2 separate regions of the Capsicum annuum genome follow, and region 2 is linked to region 1. Evidence: chromatin contacts called from public Hi-C data. All regions are on one chromosome and are shown on one strand. Each heading gives the region's core, a stretch centred on a gene start, on an enhancer-like site or on the middle of the called end of the contact. The rest is flanking DNA. Distances are from core to core; before and after follow the strand shown. Region 1 overlaps LOC107873343. Region 2 holds the start of LOC107873342 (putative ABC1 protein At2g40090).

Region 1 (5,987 bases), core at 3,021-5,520:
TACGGAGGGACCATTGATGTTTATGGGTAAATTTAGTCGGAACTTAGGGGGGTCTTCTCTAGCGAACCCACTTGAAAATAAATCCCCAAATCACCAGACACTTCAGGGACCAAAACCCCCATGTAGACCTCCACCCAGCCTGCAAATTCCTTATACCCAGTTCACCCATAACCCACATATTTCAGTAACCAGCTCAAACCAAATTCCCGCCTATATTCCTTTTACGCAACCTTATAATTATACCACATTCCATTGATAGAGGGTCATAAAGCTGTTAACAATAGACCTTACAGGTATTGCCCACAACAGAAAGATGTTATAGAAAAAATGATTCAAGAATTATTAGCTCAAGGACTGATCCAACATAGTTGCAGCCCATTTGCCTCACCTGTGGTCTTGGTAGGTAAAAAAGATGGGACATGGAGGATGTGTGTGGATTATAGAGCTCTAAATCAGATTACAATTAAAGACAAATTTTCCATTCCCATTATTGAGGAGATATTTGGGGAGTTAGGGGATTCCAAGGTATATTCTAAAATTGATCTGAGATCTGGCTATCATCAGATTAGAATGGCACCTGAGGATGTTCACAAAACAACATTTAGGACCCATGCGGGTCATTATGCGTACTTGGTCATGCCTTTTGGGCTTACCAATGCTCCCTCTGGCTTTCAGAGTCTAATGAATCACATCTTTCAAGGTCAGTTGAGGAAGTTTATTATGGTCTTTTTTGATGGTATACTAATATTCAGTAAGAGTTTGGAGGATCACAGGGACCACTTGAAAATCACTTTTTCCTTGTTGAGGCAACACCACTTGTTTGCCAGGATTGCTAAGTGTATTTGCTGCTGCAAAAATTGAGTATCTGGGGCATTTGATTTCAGCTAAAGGAGTAGGAACTGACCCTGCGAAGGTTCAAGCTGTTAAGGACTGGGCCACTCCAATCATCCTTAAGCAACTAAGAGGTTTTCTGGGGTTGACAGGCTACTATAGGAGGTTCATCCCGGGATATGGAAAGATCAGTAGGCCTTTAACAGACTTGTTGAAAAAAGATGGGTTTAAGTGGTCTGAGAAGGCAGATGGAGCAGTACAAGTTTTCACAAGTTTTGAAAGACACCTTAACATCAGCACCTGTGTTGGTCCTTCCTGATCTTGCTTAACCTTTTGTGGTTGAAACTGATGCATGCGACCTTGGGTTGGGTGCTGTTTTGATGCAACATGGGAGACCTATTGCTTATTTGAGAAAGGGGTTAGCTGGTAAGAATTTAGCTCTTTCAGTATATGATAAGGAGCTGTTGGCCCTTGTCATGGCAGTGACTAAGTGGGGACACTATCTCATGAGTAATCATTTCATTGTAAAGACTGATCAGAAGGCACTTAAATTTTTGTTAGAGCGAAAATTACACACAGGATCTCAACTTAAATGGATCACTAAGCTGATGCACTATGATTTTTCCATTGAATACAAAAGGGAAAGAGATAACAAAGCTGTAGATGCCCTATCAAGAGTTCCTGCTGTGGAATTGTGTGCTCTTACCTTCTCTACTGTTAGGAATGATGTGTTACAATCCATTGTGAATAGTTGGACATTAGATCCTCAGTTGGTGGACTTGATTGATAAGTTGCAGGCTAAATCAAAGGTGGTTAAAGGATTCTCCTATATTAACAGTCAGTTAAGAAGGCATGGTAAATTGGTTGTGGGGCCTGATCCTACTCTTAAGAGTGAAATACTCTCAATGTGGCATGATTCACCTACTGGTGGACATTCAGGTATAGATCATACTTATAGAAGGATTGCTTCCTTGTTTCACTGGAAAGGGTTGAAGGCAGATGTATTGGAGTATGTTAAAAAGTGTGCTATTTGCCAAAGAGTAAGAGTGACTATGCAGCTTACCCAGGACTTTTACAACCTCTTCAGGTACCTGCACTAGCCTGGAGTAGTATCAGTATGGACTTTATCGAGGACTTACCCAAGTCTTAAGAGAAAACTGTGATCTGGGTTGTGGTGGATAGATTGACAAGTATGCCCATTTCTTGGCTTTGCCCCATCCTTACTCAGCTGCTGAATTGGCTCAATTGTTTATGGAGCAGATTTTTATACTTTATGGATTACCTGACAGTATAGTCAGTGATAGGGACCCCATTTTTACTAGTAAGATTTGGGAGGAGCTATTTGCTATTCAAGGAGTGACCCTTAATACATCTACTGCCGACCACCCTCAATCGGATGGTCAAACTGAGGTGGTAAACAGGTGTTTGGAAACATTTGCGCTGCTATTGTTCAGACTCATCTGTAGATTGGGTCCAGTATGATGGTATAACACTTCTTTCCATTCATCTACACAAACAACACCCTTTGAAGCCCTTTACGGCTAGCCACCACCTTTACACTTACCTTATATGGCTGGGGATTCTGAGGTTCCCGAGGTTGACAGAAGTATGGTCACAAGAGAATTCAAGCACCAGCTGCTCAAGTTTCATATCACTCGTGCTCAACAAAGAATGACTGCTCAAGCTAATAGGAAGAGGTCTAATCGGCAATTTCAAGAAGGGGATTGGGTGTTTTTGAAGATACAACGCTATAGACAGGTCACCATGTACAGACATCACTTCAATAAAATATTATGGACCCTATATGATCATCAAGAAGATCGGCACTGTTGCATACAAGTCGGCCCTTCCACTTGAGTTGCTGTTGCACCCAACTTTCCATGTTTCTCAACTCAAACCCTGTTATGCCCTACCTGATCAGGTTTCCCATCCTCCTGTGGTCAATCTCTCCAGTCCATATTTCCCCAGTCCTAACCGGATTCTAGAGAGGAGAATGGTTCAAAAGGGGAACAAGGCAATTGTTCAAGTACTTGTTGAATGTGCTGAATTGCCAGAGACTGAGTCAGTCCACCTGGGAAGATCATAATGCTTTCCGCGTTCGTTTTCTCTCCTTTGTTTCTTGAGGACAAGGAAAATTTTGACAGGAGAGTATTGTTGTGTTCTGGAAATCAACGGAAGAAATGTGCATAGAAGAGTGGTACTTTGAGCTTGCGGAGCTGTATGTCTGGTCGTTGGAGAAGCAGCTGAAAGTTAGTTAACAAGTTTACATAATGATAATGAGACCCATCAGGTTTTTAAGTCATAGTTTGGTTAATACCACATTGACCTTTTTCTTTTATTTAATTGACTCTTATAGTCCAGCCCATTTGGGGAAAGTAAGCTGATATATGTAGTGGAGAAAATGTCGTGAAGGGTATGAATGAATGAAAATCTTATCTTAATTCCTTTTCTTCTTAGTTGAATTTAGATTAGAACTCTTATTTCTGTTGGAATTCAGTCCAGATCACATCAGAATCTGAATAACACAAGTTGTCCAACTTCTGATTGATTATGTTTGGAATTCTTTAATAGGATACTAGTCTACTGGAATACATCATCCCCGAGGAAACATCATTGGAGCATCAGCTGTCAGTTTCTGATCCATTGTTCCTCGACTTTGTCAGAAAGTTGCTTGAGATAACTCCTCAAAAGCGCCCCACGGCTAAGGAGGCCCTAGGTCACCCTTGGCTTTCCCGTTGGTACAAGTAGAATCCGAAGTATTACTTGTTTGTGTTTCATGGTATATCACGAGTTTGAAGCTGTTCTCGGGGCACAAAGGTTTCCTGACAGCAGAGGTTCGTTCTTTGTTGCGGATATTGATTCAATGGGTACATAGTTTCCAGATTCTCTGTTGCTTATAAGGATTCGGTTTCCAGATTCTCTGTTGCTTATAAGGATTCGGTTTTCATTTTTTGATGCTTTCTTGTAGATAATATAGGGAAAAACTGCTTTGTTATGCCTTTGGAGGATAACACAGTTTCCTTGTGCTGTTTTGAGTCTTGTGAGATGTGAATATAATCTTGGCGTGTATTGGTGATTTTGGGTAAATAATAAAAAGAATTCACTTGGTTATATTTGTTGATAAAAGCTGCTTCTTGTGAAATTGCAGTTCATGTTTAGGTCCGTGTGACGTGTTTATAGGCAAAATTCCATGTCATATTTAAGAAATGTATTGTGTATTTCAGTTATAGGGTCAAACAAGTTGGCTCCACGGATTGTCAAATCATAGGCGCGTAAAATTACCGGTTGACCGGTTGTTAGCATCTTCAGATGGCGGATCATCTTTGAACTTGGTATTTTTCTTTTTTGACTAATAATATGGACACGATCCTATATCAAATTGATCTCTATACACCATCAAGGAATGTGGCGGGTGGGATGGAACGGATTCCGCCGTCCCCATTAATAGGGGTTTATGATTCGAGTAATGCTAAATCCGCTGCTAAATCCGCCGTCCCCATTAATTGGGGTTTATGATTCGAGTAATGCTAATGAAAAATTGCTAGTAGGGAGTTATTTTTTTTAATGTGTCTCAGGTTACAGTGAATTTGAGTTCGTTGGGCCAATACATTCTCGATGCTAAATGGTTAAACTAAAAAAAGAAAGCAAAAAAGAAAAAAGCATGTTTATCCTCCTAAACTTGTCACGAAAACTCACTTTAGTCATTAAACTTAATCTGTAATTATTTACCCCTTATGAACTTTAAAATGTATTATTTTGCTCCCTTAACGGCTGTCGTGACAATGTTTTTTTTTTTAAAAAATGAAAGTGCGTTTTAGAGAAAAAAAGTATAAAAAAATTAAGTGGGGCCCACTTTAAAATTTTTGATCATTATTTTTTTCTTCTTCTTCCTCATACCCCACCACCCCCATGTCTTTTCCTTCCTCTATTTCTTTTCTTTTTTTTTTTCACTCCTATCCACAAAAAATCTTCAATCAAATACACAATCATATGAAGAATAAAATAAACAAATTGTACAACAAATAAACTTTTCTATGAAGATCAAGAATTAACAAATTAATTTCATTTCAGCACATCAAAATTAAAATAAAAAAAATCAAACTTATTAATTAGCCACGTAATTACTTCTGAACCAAAATTACTACTTATATATCAAAACCCATAAATACCATTAACTCCATTATTTTTCTCCTATATATCAGCTAGCAGCAAGTAGTGTCAACCCACTACTCCCCATACGTTTCTCCTCCTCAAATGGCGATTAATTGGAGAATTTGATAGAATCGATAAAATCAAAGGTGAGGAAACTGAAGAAATCGAAGAAACTGTACATTAAAATGGACAAAAGCTCCAGCGTCAGAGTGGAGATTCACAACAGAAAGACATGTAAACTGATAGCCTAAAGGAAGGCTAAAACACGAAATTGACACTTAAAGGCAAAAATCAGCAAACACACAAAAGGAAAAACAACACACATAAAAGAAAAAAGATGAAGAAGAGATGCATAAAGTAAAGATAGTAGAGAGACCCTCACTTCCACCAATGAATAGCACTAAAAGGTGTATCAAACCTTCAAACACACATCATCAATGTAAGCTCAAACAACTCTCTTAGGTGACCCAAAGGACTGACATTTCCTCAAGCACATCTTTCTTGCCAAATGTTCAACACAAGTGAAGATCCATTCAATTGCATTAAAACACTTAAGTTTTGGATTCTACACTAAGCTATCACTAAACTAAGGCTAAGAACTAAACTCTAAATAGTATCCTTTCAATATTCATCCAAACTAATGAAAAGAGAAGTAAAATGGTCTATTTATACTATTACATTCAATGGACAAAAATGCCCTTAATGAGAGAGGGAATTGGGGCGCCTCTTGAGTGTTACTTTGGAGTGCAAAATGTCTTCAATGCCCTTCACTTGAGGCGTCTCTTGAGTGTATAAGTTCCCCTTTTTCTTTCTCTTGACCAAGGCTTCAAAATATTTCAAAAAGTGTTCAATTGATTGCTAATTCTGAAGCCTTGCCCTTAGATAATACCTTGTGCTCTTGGTGCTCCTTGTGCTTGTATCATCCTCTTCATCTTGAAGAAATTCCCCAAATTCAGATCTTGCAAAACCAAAGAGAGATCAAAACAAACACACAATTCTCTTGG
Region 2 (6,045 bases), core at 1,808-4,307, 480 kb after region 1:
TGTATCTGAGTAACTGAATCTGAGATCAGTCCTATCTATCGGGTGATCTCTACATCTGATGCTATTGATACTAATTGACCATAGTTGAGATCAGTTTTATCTGGTGGGTGATCCTGGGGTCTATTTATAATAATAAGGATTGACTATATCTGACAGTCCTAAATCTATACTACAGAGCTGAATTGACTATATCTAACAGTCCTAATTCTGTAACTGAAACTGTGGGATATAATCATTTAACCGACATGCCCCATACTAAGATAACTGGGGTCCAACCTGTAACCTTAGTTGGAAGAGTGTCAGTACCGCACTACTGATAAAGATAACTAATATGGAGTCAGTCCTAATCTAGCGGGTGAACCCTGGGATCAGTTCTATACATTTAAATACGCTAACAGGTGATCCCTGAGTATGTCAGTCCTATCTAACGGGTGACATCTTGTACTTATGCAGGCTACGTAGTTATGGAACTTAGGGATTGCTTCTAGGGATCTCAGTCCTATCTAGCGGGTGAGTCCCCATCCCTAGGCTCGCTCGGTGCTGAATTCTACTTCTATCTAAAAAACACTGAATTGAGCTAATTAACTGAACTGAACTAATACTAGTGGTATTGTCTAGTGGAGCTAAACTGAATTTACTGAGTTTCGTTGACTGATGGAATGTACTGAGTTCTGAGGATTGATTGAGAATACTGAGCTACTGAAATTACTGAGATTTCCAGAGTCACATGACTGACTGAGTTCTATGGATAATAGCTTGATTGAGGAGATCATGAAAACATGACATGACTCTAGGCACACAACTAAATATTCGAGTACAAGTACCCCCAGGACTCGATGAGAAGAAACTAACATAGCATAGCTTACTTGAACACATAACCAACAACACAATTCATAATTCATATATTGAAACACTTCATCAAACATGTGATATGCATAAGCTTGTACATACATGGAGATTTCATGATATCATACTAGTTGGCCATTGTTCCTTTATCTAGGCATTTAATCATACACATGGTAGGCATAGCACATGTAGACAACATTATACAACAATTAATCATCATGATTCATTTCTAATTTCATCATCCTAAGGTTTATTTATAGGTTCACATAAATATACATCTATATAAATCAATTCCATATAAAATTGATCACCCAATATGGATTTGAATTCAATTGCTCATTCTCAACATAAATAAAACAAACCCAACATGAAATACATAAAGAAATCAATAAAGATAAACTTAGAAAAGAGATTCTCAGGTTTTATGGACGAAAGGAGTCCATGAATGAACACTATGCATACCTTAGTTCGTGATTTCGTGAAGATTGATGGTGAAACCTTTTTGAATTTGAATCCCCAATAGAAACCTTAGATTGTTATTGAGTGAAACTTGAGAGAAACTGATATATTTTGGGTGAAGAATGGCTAAATCATGTGCTATTGGGTTTAAACAGGGGTAGAAAATTGACCCTTTTAACCTTGGACGCGTCTTTAATTTCTGAGAAATTTTTTTCGATTTTCATCCTTGGTGTGACGTGCCAAGTCACTGGAAAGTGACAAATGGGAAATTGCACGGTGGTATGACGTGGAGCTATCGCGTTGTCACCTTGTCTGCGACCTAGAAGTTTGACGCGATGTGCCACTATTGCAGAGCAACACTGGAAATTGACAATTGCCATTTGAGCTATCTCCGCGATGCGCTGAAGCTCAAGTGATACACTGTCTCACTAAAAAGGATCTAACCTTTCACCTGAGTGTCGAATTTGGTATCGATGGAAGGCTTATTGAATTTTTCACATGACAAAAAGTGAAAATCTTGAAAATACCACGTGTAAAAAAGTGGATTCATCTTTCGAAGAAAGCTTCTAATATTCTTGGGAAACTTTTCAAGCTAGGAAAAGTACGGGGTATTACAAAGTATCACCAATATTTTAAATCAAACTTGGATGACATCTTTTGTTTAATTTTCTTAATAACACACACAAGAAGTCAGAAAATAAGGGGTGTGTTTGGTATGATGGAAAATATTTTTCATGGAAAATGTTTTCCTAGAAAATATTTTCATAGAAAATAAGTTGGTGTTTTACTTATTTTCTTATGTTTGGTTGCTGAGTGAAAAATATTTTCCGAAAAATATTTTATGGTGTTTGGTTGGTGAATAGAAAATATATTTTTTTTACCTAAATTTAAACTTTACATGAGCGTGAACCTCTAATTAAAAATCTAATATATTTTCTAAAACATAATATTTAACTACATATTTTTAATCATTCGATTAGTTTGTATGAGATGTAACATCAACAATTATACATTCATCAGACCAAATTTAGAAAACAATGTAATTTTTTATTACATATTAATAAAATAAATTTATAATTATGTATTTTTTATTTTTTTATTTATTAAAAAGTAACTTTTAATACGATTTATGAAAGAAAAAGTCAAAAAGAGTGAGCTAGATGGTACTTGATTTGACAAAACGAAGCAATAACTTTTTAATTTTCTTTTTTGGTAAGAAACGAATAAAAAGTTATAATTTATAAATTGTAATAAAAAATTTTAATTTATAAAACTTAAAAAAGTTATAAAGTTTTAATTTATAATTTTTTTTTTAAAACTCAGTGTATTATCATATCATTTCTTTATGTCAAATCATGTAAACGTAATAAATTATTATTTTTTACAAAATTTTTTGTAAAACTTAATAAATTATTACGTTTTATAAATTTTTTTGTAAAACATAATAAATTATTACTACGTTTTATTAAAACATTTTCAATGTACACATCCACTATCAAACTGCTAAAAAAAGGTATGAAATGTAATAAATTATTATGTTTGACCAATTTTGATAACTTATTAAATAAATGACCTATTTTGATCACTGTATTCATATTTTGGTTCAAAATTCTAATAAATCACATCTCAATATTTTATAGAAAATGACTTTCCTTTGCCCACAAGTGAAATCATTTTCTTTCGGAGGAAGAAAAATAAGTTCTTTTCAAAAATATTTTTCAAAATTATACTACAACCAAACAAAAAAAATATTTTCCAGAAAAAATATACCAAACACAACCAAGATGGAAAAAAGTCGATGTAAGATGATAAAGAAGAGAAAACGTGGCCAGGGAAGTGAGGCGGTTGAGTGGGCATTAAACCGCGGGGCTAATGTTGGAAATAGAATATTATTCTGGTTTGTGGTTAGCATAACATTTTTCGTCGAAGTTCAGGAAATGGCTGGTCGGTCTCTGTGGCGCGCCACAACCAAGCTGTTAGTGGCCACCACCGCCCTTGGTGGTGGAGCAGCGGCAGCCACAATTGCCAGCTCCGACGACCCAGCCATGGCCCTCAAGCTTTGCACGATTGTTCCTCTCCGCCTCTGTCGCGATTCCGTCACGGCTGCCACCATTGCGTTCGGTACTCTGATTCAATCCTGAGAATCTCCTCTTTCTTGTTTTCATTTTCCCTTTTCCCGTCCTTTGAATCTTGTAGCCATGGCTAGAAATATACAACTTTATTTTTATCAATTGATGCTGGATGTGTCTTCTCTTTTCTCTAGATAACCATAGGATGGAGAAACAAATGACAAGTAATAATTGGTACGATCTTTTTGAGCTAATATAAAGGCTATCACACTTTAAAAGCCCCACTGCTTGGCCTACGTGCTCTATCTCATCGATACAAATAGGCTGTGTAGCTTCTGCTTGTTCATAGGTTTTAGGCGTACCTTCCCCAATGTCTTCATCTCTGCCAGTGTCCTTTTCATGATCACCGGCAATTCACACCAAATAGGGATCTTTATACACAACTCACACCTTCTATTTCAACAAATTTAGGGATCTCATCCAGAGAACCCTTTATCTTGATTTGAGCCCTCATCAAATGATTTTTGAGGTTGGTTCCCTCCTCGGTTTCCAGTTAGCTACCACAGTAATCGACAACTTCATTCATAATATTGTGAGACCACAGATAAAGAGGAGGACCAATGTCTCTGATCCAGGACCAGTCTCGTTTCTTCCATGCTGACAAACAACCTCCGGTTGGAGATCACCATTTGAGATACCATGTTGCCTGCCTTCATTTCCACACCCCTAACATATTGTGTTCCGTCATTTTCCCTGTTGGAAACTAAAAAAAAAGATGAGAACCATACATTTCATAAATTTGAATCCCTCTTATATGACTCCATTTATTGCCAATCCACCTCCTGAAACCAGAGCAAGTAGGAATTCCAATTCCATGATTACAAAACCCCACAATCATACACCTACTTAGCAGGTCTCTTTCTAAAACGTTAGATAAATCTTATTTGATGAGGGATGGAGTATATTGGTAACAAAGATAGAGAACTTCATTAATAGGAATCTAATAACACAAAATCTCAAAAAATATGCTACATCGATGGTAGGGGAGAGGAGTTGCAAAGAAACGCTAGACAAGAACATATGGACTCGGAGAGAGAGCTGATGATGAACAAGGTTAGTTCATCTGTGCACATCAAAATTTAGATGGCAAGGACCTTCTAGGTAGATGCTTGGTTGGGAAGTTTTATGGTGTGGAAAACACTCCAACTTGCAATGATGTTAGGAGATGAGCTCAAAATAACCTGGAAAGGTGCTCAAGGAATCCTGGTCTATGACATGAGTGGCATCCAGTTCCTCTTTGAATTCCGATCCAGAGCAGCGACATAGCATATTTTAATAGGGGATTGGAGGAGGTAGAACAGATAGCTAAAACTTAGTGGTGATCACCAACAACGGGAAGCTTCCCAAGCCATACAAGTTTCAGTTTGTTCTAGAGTCTGTACAATTCGGTCACCACTTACCTTTGGTCAAATTCATTTTGAAGAAGACCGGAGAAAAGTGTGGTGGGTGGTTTGAGACAAAAGTGGAATCCAAGATGAAGAATCATTTGAGATGGGCTAGAGTTCGCGTTAAAGGACTACTGGAGAAGATTTTGGCATCGCCAATAGTGACTTGGCATTCACACTCCCAGTATGGTTAGAGGCTTGGTGACTCACCGTAAACTGGAGAAGGGAGACAGTAGTTCAGTGGGAGTGAGAAAAGGGTTTTTTTAGGAGAGGTACAACCTGTCTTGGTAGCATAGGATGGAAAGATATGCGACACAAAAGCACAAAAGAAGGGCTCTGTTAACTTGCTTCAAGGTCAACCTTATGGTGAAAGGGGATCTCATCTAGAGCACGAAACTTTTAAAATTGGGGTACATTAGAATTTAAAAATATATGTTTTGGCTTTCGCCTAAGGGTGCGATACTGGTCCTCTTAATTAAGGCCTAGAATTAGCCAAAGAAGAACTGCCCAAGAGCCTTTTGTTAAAGACAATTTTCAGAGCACCTTAATTTTCTTTGAACACATAGTGGAATTGATGTTTTCATGGAATTAGAGAAGGCGACATTCAACATTTGCGCAACTTCGAATAAGGAAGATGATCATCTCGATGAACCAGTAAAATTGGATCTTTCCGAGGTTCTTTACCTTTGTCCCTAAGAGAGCAGTCGGAAAACATGGGAAAATATAGAAATTCAATTGGTGTCTTGTGAGGACCCTATCTCAATTCAATCCTATCCATTAAATGTAATGTCTCAACAGTGAGGTCGAGGTCAGATCGACAACATGGGTTCAAAACAACATTATCCCACTAAGCAAGTATTTGGGGGTTTTGTTCAATGGCCATGAAAAAGAAGTGGAGATTCTATTTACGAAACTGGATAAAAAAAACTGTAAGTGAAAACTTTGTCACTATCAAATGAGCCAAGCAACACCAACTGCCAAGCAACACCAACTAGCAGGTACCAAAAGAACTCAAATCTTATCATTGACATAAAATATAAGTATCATTGGTGCAGCAATTAGGAGCTGACATATATATGTTTGTAGAGACAAAACTATGGGGGACAATAGGAAATTTTTTTCAACTGCTATGGGAAACAAATAGATTAGAGGGGTTTGGATGGCCTCTATAGAAATAAGTGGAGGCATAATTGTTCTATGGGACAAGAGTGTGTGGAAGGACGTGC

What was found. A called contact is a pair of places that touch in the nucleus more often than the background predicts.
Region 2: a contact with region 1 is called in a Hi-C map of leaf, with 2.8 times the contacts expected there. The contact joins the promoter of LOC107873342 here to the enhancer-like site in region 1. A contact is called at or near these places in 2 of 5 Hi-C or Micro-C datasets (both in leaf).

What each region holds. Positions count from the first base shown.
Region 1 is chr6:91,161,766-91,167,752 of UCD10Xv1.1, forward strand. LOC107873343 reads left to right here. Exons shown (of 8, transcript XM_016720153.2): 8 at 3,403-3,957. The coding sequence ends at 3,579. Among protein-coding and RNA genes, the nearest start is that of LOC107873343, 13 kb to the left of the region's middle. Within about 2 kb of position 4,271, at least 5 of the 5 cell types and tissues checked have an H3K27ac peak or open chromatin away from gene starts, as enhancers often do. A contact at or near this core is called in leaf, where this site is marked.
Region 2 is chr6:91,638,535-91,644,579 of UCD10Xv1.1, forward strand. It overlaps LOC107873342 (putative ABC1 protein At2g40090), which reads left to right and starts at 3,058. Exons shown (of 10, transcript XM_047414815.1): 1 at 3,058-3,426. The coding sequence starts at 3,090.